2 separate regions of the Sus scrofa genome follow, and region 1 is linked to region 2. Evidence: chromatin contacts called from public HiChIP or PLAC-seq data. All regions are on one chromosome and are shown on one strand. The core of a region is the stretch at or near the end of the contact, and the rest is flanking DNA. Distances in the headings are between cores, read along the strand shown.

Region 1 (5,648 bases), core at 893-3,392, 310 kb before region 2:
AAGAATGAAATCTTGCCATTTGCAACAACATAGATGGACTTGGAGACCATTATGTAAAATAAGTCAGAGAGAGACAAATACTATATGATCTCACTTATATGTGGAATTTAAAAAAAAACAAACTAGTGAATATGACAAAAGAGAAGCATTCACAGATATAGAGAACAAACTAGTGGTTTATTGGTGGGGAGAGGGAAAGAGGGAGAGGCAATACAGGCGTAGGGAACCAAGAGATACAAATAACTATGTGTAAAATAAACTACAAGGATATACTATACAATACAGGGAATACAGACAATATTTATAAAACCAATAAATGGAGTATAACTTTTAAAAATTCTGAATCACTATATTATACACTTGAAACTTATATAATATTGTACATCAAATATACTTCATTAAAAAAAAAAAAGTGACACACCAGGTTAAGGATCCCATGTTATCACTGCAGCAATTTAGGTTGCTGCTGTGGTGTGGGTTTGATCCCTGGCCCAGGAACTCACACAAAACAAAATGAAACAAAACAAAAAAAGGATGCTAAAGAAAATGCAGATTGATTTATTTGCTTGGTGAATTATTAATGTTTATCAATTAATCTTTATTTTTTCTGGGCTCAGGGATAGTAATATCTTTAAAAGCTTCAAAAGAAACATGACTATCTAAAGGTATTATGTTTTTAGAGGTCAGATTAATCTCAAAAATCCGTATGAATTACCTGCATGTTACAATATTTAAAAACAGAGACTAGGCCAAAGTAGTAAAAGGTGTCTGCTACACTGTCAATTTTACTAGTTTTATTCCATTAAAAAATATATAGTCTGGGAGCTCCTGTCATGGCTCAGCAGTTAATGAACCTGACTAATATCAATGAAGACACAGTTCGATCCCTGGCCTCACTCAGTGGGTTAAGGATCCAGAGGTGCCGTGAGTTTCAGTGTAGGTCACAGACGAGGCTTGGATAGTGCGTTGCTCTGGCTGTGGTGTAGGCCGGCAATTGCAACTCTGATTCAATCCTGGCCTGGGAAGCTCCATGTGCTGCGGGTGTGGCCCTAAAAAGCAAAAAAATTAAAATAAAAAATAAAATATAGTCCTACAAAAAGTCACTCTCTACTAAAATATTAAAGCTGGAAATCCAAATAATCTTATCCTCCCAAACAAGGAATCCAGCTACAAAAGTTCTCATTAGTTGCATCCAAACACACACTGTCAAGCTTTGCCCTTTTTTTTTTGTCTTTTTAGGGCCGCACCCATGGCATATGGAAGTTCCTAGGCTTGAGGTCAAAACAGCTGCAGCTGAGGCCTCCACCACTGCCACAGCAACACGGAATCTGGGCCGCATCTACAACCTACGTGCAGCATGCAGCAACACCAGATCCTTCACCCAGAGATCAAATCAACATCCTGACAGACACTATGTTGGGTTCCTAACCTGCTGAGCTACAATGGGAACTCCAGGGAGTTCAAAATACAAACTCTGGGAGTGTGAAACAGAAATGCATGTTGTTGTGGGGGTTTTTTTTGGTTTTTTTTTTTTTTTGTCTTTTTTAGTGCTGCACCTGAGGCACACGGAGGTTCCCAGGCTAGGGGTCTAATCAGAGCTACAGCTGCCGGCCTATGCCACAGCCACAGCAACACCAGTTCCGAGCCACATCTGCAACCTACACCATAGTTCATGGCAACGCCGGATCCTTAACCCACTGAGTGAGGCCAGGGATCGAACCCGCAACCTCATGGTTCCTAGTCGGATTTGTTTCCACTGCACCATGACGGGAACTCCAGAAATGTATGTTTTAATAAGTTCTTCAGGTGACTCTGGTGCACACTGAAGTCTGAGAACTATTGTCATAAACAATTACTAATTACCTACTGATTTTACTCCTAGTAATTACAAAATAAAAAGCGATTATTTGTCACAAGTGTCACCAACACAGAAAGAAATGGCTAGCAAACAAAACAGATACAAGGATATATAGCTGGCTTTATATAGGTGTGTATATATACGTATTTATATAAATATAATTGGTTAAAACAAGCAATGAGATGAAAGCTATGATAAAAGATTCCACATGAGGCAATAACTGATGACTACTTACAACAAAGGCCTGAGTTCCTGTTTTCCTGCTTCTATTGTGAGGGTGTTGGCAAGCAAAGAAGCAATAATAGGCAATGCTGTGGAACTCTAAACAAACCCTTTTCATGCAACCATAGCAAAGCTCTGGCCAGTCTGAGGACAGGTTTGGGTTGGGGACTTTAAGAATCCAATTCTCGAGAAAACTTAAGTGTGCCAACCAGCCACCCAAGCCTTGTTTCCACTATTTTGTCAACAAAGTTCAGCATCAGGTACATCAATTTGTCCATTTTTACAGACATTTCAAATATCCAGAAGGACAACATAAATAATATTAACCAAAAGTCCAACATTTTCCAGGTCAATTTTGAAAGCTTACTCCTGACGGCAGGCTCAGAATGGAGTCCTTAGATGAAGGGATGTGCGCCAAGCGCCATGTTAGTCTAACACAGGGCTAGAAGCAAAACCCAAGCCTATCTGCAGACCTCTGATTAATTCTTCTCCCATCACCCACACTGTCTAGTCCCAGAGTCTCTCGGCCTAAATTCTAAACCAGACCCAAGTACCACTGGCCACTCTAAAATGAACCAATCTACAGCCAAAAGTGTGCAAGCACCACTATCCTTAGATAACAATATCCCAGCTCTGACCCTTTTCTACTTCAAAAGAACTACAAGGGATCATCTTGAAACCTTCTCCCTTAATCATGCACACAGCCTAACATGGGCTTCAAAAATCAGAGGGAACAAAATGACCATGGACAACAGTGGCCCAGCCTCACTTCTGGAGAGAGGCCCCCAATCTAATGGCCACAGAATCCTCCCATGGGAGCCTGGCAACAGAGGTCCCCCTTCGCCACAACATCATCTAACAAAAAACATATAAATGACAAAATTTAAAAAAAGAGCATTCACGACACAAATGCCACCTGCATCAGGTTCCCTTAAGAAGTTCCTATCTTGGGGAGTTCCCATCGTGGCACAGCAGAAATGAATCCAACTAGGAACCATGAGGTTGCAGGTTCGATCCCTGGCTTCACTCAGTGGGTTAAGGATCTGGCGTTGCTGTGTGAGCTGTGGTGTAGGTCGCAGATGCGGCTGTGATCTGGTGTTGCTGTGGCTCTGGCGCAAGCCAGCAGCAACAGCTCCGATTAGACCCCTAGCCTGGGACCCTCCATATGCTGTGGGTATGGCCCTAAAAAAAAAAAAAAAAAAAAGAAGTAGTACCAGATGAAATGAAGCTTCCTAGCCTTGAGCTTCTTGGCGTTAAGAACTCAGTGTATCAGACAACGTTACAGAGGTCAGTAATAGCAGTAATAGCAGAAGGGATGTAAGAACAAAAAGCAGAAGGGATGTAGCAAGCTCTTCTTCCCTAGGAACAAGGAAAGAGGAACAAAGGTGACTGGAAAGGACAGATTTCTGCTGCTCTTGAAATCTACAAAATTGTGACTTTAGGGCCCTTTTTCTATCCCACTCATTCTCCAAGAGTCAGAAAATTCAATAATACTATAGATAGGAGTTTTCAAACATAATATCTCCAAGTCCTGAAGTTTCTTCCCATAGATGTGCCTCAGGGGGTGGACAGAGGGATGAATAAGCACACAGTTGCAGGCGAATCTCCCTTTAACTAATTTCCTCTTAGCAATTTTACATGATAAGCTTCTGAGGCCAACAATTTCCAAAAATGCTCATTTATTCCAATTCCTTCTTCCACTTCTAACTAACTGCTCAAGTGGGTCCATACCAAGGAGAGTGACCTGCCTGTAATCACCCAGCAGGGACTGGGACAGAGCTTAGCTTCCATCAGGGCTCTCAAGACACCATCAGGCTCCAGAAAGTACAGACAATCCACACCTACTATACCATATCAGACGCATGTACACACATGCCCGCCAGCAAGCACCCGGCCCTGACAACTCCTGTTGTTTAAGGAAAACCCTGCTCCAGAGAAGCAGCCTTGCACTGTAGAACTGCAGTTTCATGAACCTTGGAGTCCAAGGATCTCCATTCAGATCTCAGCTCTATTTTTTTTTTTTTTTTTGGTCACACCAACAGCATACGGAAGTTCTCAGGCCAGGAACTGAACCCACAACACAGCAGTGACCCAAGCCAATGCAATGACAATGCCAGGTCCTTAACCACTGCACCACAAGGGAACTCCTCAGCACTACCATCTATGTTTGTGCTCTGGAACTTACAGCAGTTTCTCCCCTGAGCTTAGTTCCTGAAAAATAAGGATAGGGTTGGTGGCAACAACCTTTCCATGTTTGCGTAAAGACTATATCGGGAGTTCCAGTCATGGCTCAGTGGTTATGAACCCAACTAGTAACCATGAAGATGCAGGTTCAATTCCTGGCCTCTATCAGTGGGTTGAGGATCCATGTTGCCGAGCTGTGGTGTAGATCACAGACACAGCTCAAATCCCATGTGTCTGTGGCTGTGGTGTAGGTCAGCACCTGCAGCTGATTCAACCCCTTGCCTGGGAACTTCCATATGCCTTGGGTGCAGCCATAAAAGGACAAAAAAAAAAAAAAGACTAAATGATAAATGAGATCAGGTATGGAAACTATTGGGCAAAGGGGCTGTCACAGAGCAAAGTGGTTCTAATTATCCCCATCCACCAAGTCATTTTAAAAAGGAGCCCCCACCTGCATAAACGATAAGAGCCAAGCTAGCACCTGCATATATTGGCGTAAATTGTCCTTTTATGTCTTTTCAAAGCTTTTCAAAGTCTCAGTATCCCCACATTTCAAATGTAGGATCAGTTACAGCATGAAGAAAACAAAAAACATTAACCGTCTCAACCAGAGACTCCAGAAACAAGACCATTTCCAAAGAATCTCCCTGTAAAAATGCAGACTTTAGGCACTGAAAAAGAACCAGGGGACAAGGTGGGGGGCAGCTGTGACCTAAAACTATGGATAATTGTAAGGAAGAAGGACCTGGCTTGCCTGCACAGTAGAGTTAGAGAACCACAGATCAACAGGAAGGAACGATTCCTCATTCTGCTGTACGTGTGTACGTACTTTCAGTTTCCCCAGAAAGAAAGCCTTGCAGAACAGGAGGCACAAAGCCCTAACAGACAAGTGGCTCTGACATCCGCAATGTCAGAAAGGGAACTGAGCAGCCCTGGTAAAGAGCTGAGGTCAACTTACCAGAGGTGGTTTCAGAACAAAGAGTCTCTTGAGAGCAGAATCCCTTCTTTTACTCCAACACAGACTGAGGCTCTAACGAGGCTACCAGGTGTGGCTGCCTTCATACAAAATGATGCTTAATTGACATTAAAAGAATTATTCCAGGTGAAAAGAGCTAAATAACATGGCATGTCTCTCCCCAGTTTTCAAGTGCTAAATAACTCCCTTAAGGAACTCAATTTACTATCTAGCTGTGACTGGGCCATGCTGGATTCCCACCACTCTCCACTCTGGCTAGAGCCCCCACCCATCAGCCTTTTCAATATTTAGCCTCAGCACAACCACCAAGGAAGTTAAGAGCAATAGAGGTGTTCCCACAGTGGCACTAAAGGATTGGTGGTGTCTTGGGAGCGATGGGATACTGGTTCCATCCCCCACCCAGCACAC
Region 2 (5,160 bases), core at 1,590-4,089:
CAGGCTTTCTTGACCAGGGTCTCAGACCACTGCAACAGCCTTCTGCTGGGTATCTCTACTTCCACTTCATGCCACCACACCCATGTGTGTCCATACACCCATGTGCACATACAATTCTCCACTCAACAGCTGAAGTATTTTATATATATACTATACATATGTAAACATATTATGTTTATAGGGTGTTCCCACTGTAGTGCAGTGTATAGTAAGTTAAAGATCCAGCATTGCCATAGCTGTGGTGTAGGTCACAGCTGTGGCTTGGATTCGATCCCTGGCACAGGAACTTCCATATGCCATGGGTGTGGGGAAGAAAAATTATATATGTGTGTGTATGTATATATATATATACTATGTCCCACTTGGATTCTTATTTTTCTTTTTAGGGCTGTACCTATGGTATATGAAAGTTCCTGGGCCAGGGGTTGAAGTGGAGCTGCAGCTGCCAGCCTTCACTATAGTCACAGCCATGCCGGTTCTGAACTACATCTGTGACCTTACCTCAATTTACAGTAATACCAGAATCTTAACCCACTGAGCGAGACCAGGGATCGAACCCTCATCCTCATGGATACTAGACAGTTCTTAATCTGCTAAGCCACAACAGGTACTCCCCACTTGGCATTTTAAATACTATTCAACATGCTCCCACTGCCCTTAGAACAAAATTGGAGGGTTCCTGCCTTTGAACTTCATGCTGCCTCCTGTCTGTTCTGAACTGTCCCAGGCCCATTCTGCCCATTTCAGGCCCTTATGACAGCTATTTCCTGTCTAAGCTGTTCTTCAAATGGCTGGCTTCTTTTCTTTTTAATGGTTTTATTGAGATTTATTTCACATATCCTACAATTTACCCATTTAAAGCATATGATTCAATGGTTTTCAGTATATTCTCAGTTGTACAGCTATCACTATGATCAATTTTAGAACACTTCATGACCCCAGAAACACTGTATCCTCCCTAGCCCCATCCTCACTCCCAACCACTCATCTACTTTCTGTTTTTATAGATTTGCCTGCTTTGGATATTTCCTATAAGTAGACTCATACACTGTGTGGCTTCTGGTAACTGGCTTCTTTCACTCAGCATTAACACTTGCGAGGTTCATCCCTATTGTTCTATGGGTCTGGCTCTTTTTAACCTTCACAGCTCAGCTCAAATGTCACTTTCTCAGAGTTCCGGTCGTGGTGCAGCAGAAACGAATCTGACTAGGATCCATGAGGACACAGGTTCGATCCCTGGTCTTGCTCAGCGGGTTAAGGACCGGGGTTGCTGTGAGCTATGGTGTAGGTTGCAGACGTGGCTCAGATCCCGAGTTGCTATGGCTGTGGTATAGGCCGGCAGCTGCAGCTCCAACTGGACCCCTAGCCTGTGAACCTCCATACGCATGGGTGCAGCCCTAAAAAAGCAAAAAAGAAAAAAAGGTCACTTTCTTACTGAGGCCCTCCCTGACCACCTTGTCCAAAGTGGCCTCCTTTAAATCACTCCCAATTATATCATCCTATTCATTTCCTTTACAGCCCTTATCACAACCTATAATTATCTCACTTGTTTTGTGTCTGCTCTGGCACTAAAACATAAGGTCCCAGAGGGCAGGGCCCATGCCTACTGCGTTCACCACAGTGCCACACCTTTCTGTTGGTCAAGTGTTAGCACCTTGCACAGGGTCTGGTGCAAAGAAGTGCCAAAGATGGAGTTCCTATTGTGGCGCAGAGGTTAATGAATCAGACTAGGAACTATGAGGTTGCGGGTTCGATCCCTGGCCTTGCTCAGTGGGTTAACGATCCGGCGCTGCCGTGAGCTGTGGTGTAGGTTGCAGACTCGGCTCGGATCCCGCGTTGCTGTGGCTGTGGCATAGGCCAGCGGCTACAGCTCTGACTATACCCCTAGCCTGGGAGCCTCCATATGCCACAGCAGCGGCCCTAGAAAAGGCAAAAAAAAAAAAAAAAAAAGAAGTGCCAAAGAGCAGGTCAGTATTGAATGAGTAAATCGATGTTCCCTTTTCTTCCCTGCCCAGGACCATCCTCCATACCTGCTCCTTTAACTTCTGAACCTTCATGTCCTGCCTCAGCCGCTCCAGTTGTTGGCTGGCATCTGCCAGCTCCTTCTGGGTCTGCAGCAGTGTCTCCAGGAGGGACATTCTCTCCTTCTCTGTTTCGAGCTGCATCTGGGGAGGGCCAGGAGAGCAAGGGCTTGTTGGGTCAGGGGTCACCATGCTCACTCCCTAGGCCACAAGGACACACCAGCTGCTCTAGGGTTCCTCTGGCAAACGGGGTAGGGGCAGAGGGCAAAGGAAGATCTGGACCCACTGGTTGAGAACCAGGAAGTGTGAAGACTGCCACTGGTTTGCAAGCTGACAGGATGTGGTAAAAGTCAGCCCGCCCTCAGGAAATACGATATACTGAGGCCCTGCAGCTAACAGTACCGATCACCTGCTCATGGGCCGCAGAGTGGGAGCTATGTTCTCTCTTGGAAGGCCCTGCAGCACCTCTCTTGGGAGTGGAAAAGGAAGTGGCCAAAGGTAGGAAGGATATCACAGGGTGGCAGCACAGCCAGTCCTCCCAGCTTCCCACCTGGCGCAGGGTGCTCTCAGCCTCAGCCCGTTCTTCTTCCCTCTGCGTCCGCATGGCCTCTGTTTCTGCCTGCTGCTCCCTCAGCCTCATTTCCAGCTCCGTTTTCTCCCTCTCAAGGCTCTTCAGAGCCTTATCCAGTTCCTGCTGGTGCCAGGCACGCTCTTTCTCCTGGGCACATAAAGTAAACACCACGGGGCCCACATGAGCAAGGAGAGGAGGCAGAAGAACTGGGCTAGAGTAAGAAGTCGACAGCTCTCCTGCTGTGTGACCTTGGTCCCTTGCTCCCTATGCCTGTTTCCTCACCTGTGAGGTGAGGCTAATCCTTGCCTTGCCTACCTTACCAAATTCTATGAGAATCAAATGAGATTTATAAAAGATCAAATGATATAATACACATAAAAGTGTTCTCTAAAGTGCAACTGTCCTTAATAAGAGCTACAAATATCTGTTATTCTAAAGCAACTGCGTCATGGTTGGTTGTAAAAGTGCACTGAGGTGGCAGGCTCGCCGTCTGCTGCCCCCTCCTGGTCAGGATGGCAGGGTTAGCCTCCCAAAAAGCCATGCCGCTCCTAGCTAGGATGTCTCCAACACAAATAAGAGCTTTAGGATGGGGCATCCTGGTCCTCCTAGAGATCCACCAGTGACCAAAGCTTCCCTGATCTCCCAGACCAACCCAGCCTGGCCATCAGGATGTCAGGATGGTGGGAAGGGCTCTGGAGCTGGGCTGCCTGGGTTACAGTCTTTAACCCAACACTACTAGTGTGACCTCAGGTAATTTCTATTGCATCTCTGTGCCTCAGTTTCCTCATCTATAAAAATGGGGATGAGGAGTTCCCGTTGCGGCTCAGTGGGTTAAAAACCTGACTAGTGGAGTTCCCACTGTGGCTCAGTGGTAACGAACCCGACTAGTATCCATGTGGATTTGGGTTCCATCCCGGGCCTTGCTCAGTGGGTTAAGGATCCGGCATTGCTGTGGCTGTGGTATAGGTCACAGGTGCAGCCTGGATCTTGCATCTTGCCGTGGCTGTGGGTAGGCCGGCAGCTGTAGCTCCAATTTGATCCCTAGCCTGGGAATATCCATATGCCATGGGTGTGGCCTTAAAAAGACAAAAAATGGAGATAACAAGAGTATATGCCTATGGTTGCTTTGAGGAGTGAGGCAAGCCACGTAAAGCACTTAAGGTGGTGCTTAGCACACAGAAAGTGCTCAGCAGCTAACAGCTATGGATGTTACCTTTCCTTTAAAATGTATGTAAGTCTGCAGTTACCCACCCAGGAGTGGGAATGCCTCTGGTGCTTAGCCCCTTTCCAACACCGCCTTGTGCACTCTCCCCTCACTTGCTACACTCTGGCTGCATGGGCCTCCTTTCAGGTCCTTGAAAACACCACACATCTCCACTCCTTAAGGCCTTTACTCATGCTTTCCTTCTACCTGGACCACTCTTCCCACCCCATGGCCATTCACAGCTTAAATAACACTTCTTCAGGGACACCTTCCTAGGCCATATACTCAAAACGGTCCCCCTTGTTATTCTTCTAACACCCAGCACTTTTTCTTCATAGAACTTCCATAATCCCTTACTCACTCATTTAATACCTATGCTCCCCCAAGATTTTAAGCTCCATTAGGAGAACTACATGGACTTCACTCTCAGCTATATCCTCAACACCCAGCACTGTGCCTGACATACAGTAAGTACTCAACATTGCTCGAATGAATCACACTTCAGCTACTGGACTCTTAAGATGCTTAAGAACATCAATTTATAACACCACAGTTACAGAACAGCTATGACTATCAAATGGCACACTCTGGTTCAAGAGGCCAACTGTAAGAATATGGGAAAGATGAATTTTCTTTCCTTTTTTTTTTTTGCATACGGAGTTGCCAGGCCAGGGATCATATCTGAGCCACAGTTGTGACCTATGCCACAGCTGTGGTAATGCAGGATCCTTAACCCACTGTGCCAGGTGGGGGATCAAACCTACATCCCAGGGCTCCAGAGATATTGCTGATCCCATGGTGCCAGAAACCCCAGAAAGATGAATTTTAATAGTAGTAAGTACTTTTACAAAAAACTTGACTTATGGAGTTCCCACTGTGGCACAACAGGATTGGTAGTCTCTGGAGCTCTGGGATGCAGGTTCGATCCCCTGCCGGGCACAATGGGTTAAGAATCCTTCATTGCCGCAGCTGCGATTTAGGCTGAAATTTTGGCACAGATCTGATCCCTGATCCGGGAACTCCATATGCCTTGGGGTGGCCAAAAAAGAAAAAAAAAAAACAAAAAAAACCCAAAACTGATTTATTTGCTCATGAGTTAGCGGTGTGTCATAGCTACCAGAAGAGCTAACTCTGTGATGCCCAGGAAGTAACAGTCAAGTGTTGCTGGTTAGAGTGGATCAGAATACTCTGCACTCTGGTTCATGTGTGATGTGCAACATGTCTAGAGGAAAACAGCCATGCTGAGGGAGGAACTTGAAAGCATGGGGAAAAAAATGCTTCCTCCTAAGATTAGAGAAGATATCAGAATAAAGTATATTAGTCCAAAAAAATAAAAAGCAAATTTCAAGCAAATATAAGACTGA

The links. HiChIP or PLAC-seq counts read pairs in DNA pulled down with a chosen protein or histone mark.
Region 1: a contact with region 2 is called in an H3K27ac HiChIP or PLAC-seq map of alveolar macrophages. The contact joins two enhancer-like sites. A contact is called at or near these places in 2 of 2 datasets of contacts at active chromatin or transcription factors (alveolar macrophages and skeletal muscle).

What each region holds. Positions count from the first base shown.
Region 1 is chr17:39,150,720-39,156,367 of Sscrofa11.1, reverse strand. All of the region lies in intron 4 of PHF20 (PHD finger protein 20), which reads right to left. Among named protein-coding and RNA genes, the nearest start is that of PHF20, 61 kb to the right of the region's middle. Within about 2 kb of position 2,142, at least 1 of the 83 cell types and tissues checked has an H3K27ac peak or open chromatin away from gene starts, as enhancers often do. A contact at or near this core is called in alveolar macrophages, where this site is marked.
Region 2 is chr17:38,842,015-38,847,174 of Sscrofa11.1, reverse strand. It overlaps CEP250 (centrosome-associated protein CEP250), which reads right to left. Exons shown (of 34, transcript XM_013985307.2): 20 at 2,572-2,739; 21 at 2,031-2,165. Among named protein-coding and RNA genes, the nearest start is that of C17H20orf173, 33 kb to the left of the region's middle. Within about 2 kb of position 2,839, at least 26 of the 83 cell types and tissues checked have an H3K27ac peak or open chromatin away from gene starts, as enhancers often do. A contact at or near this core is called in alveolar macrophages, where this site is marked.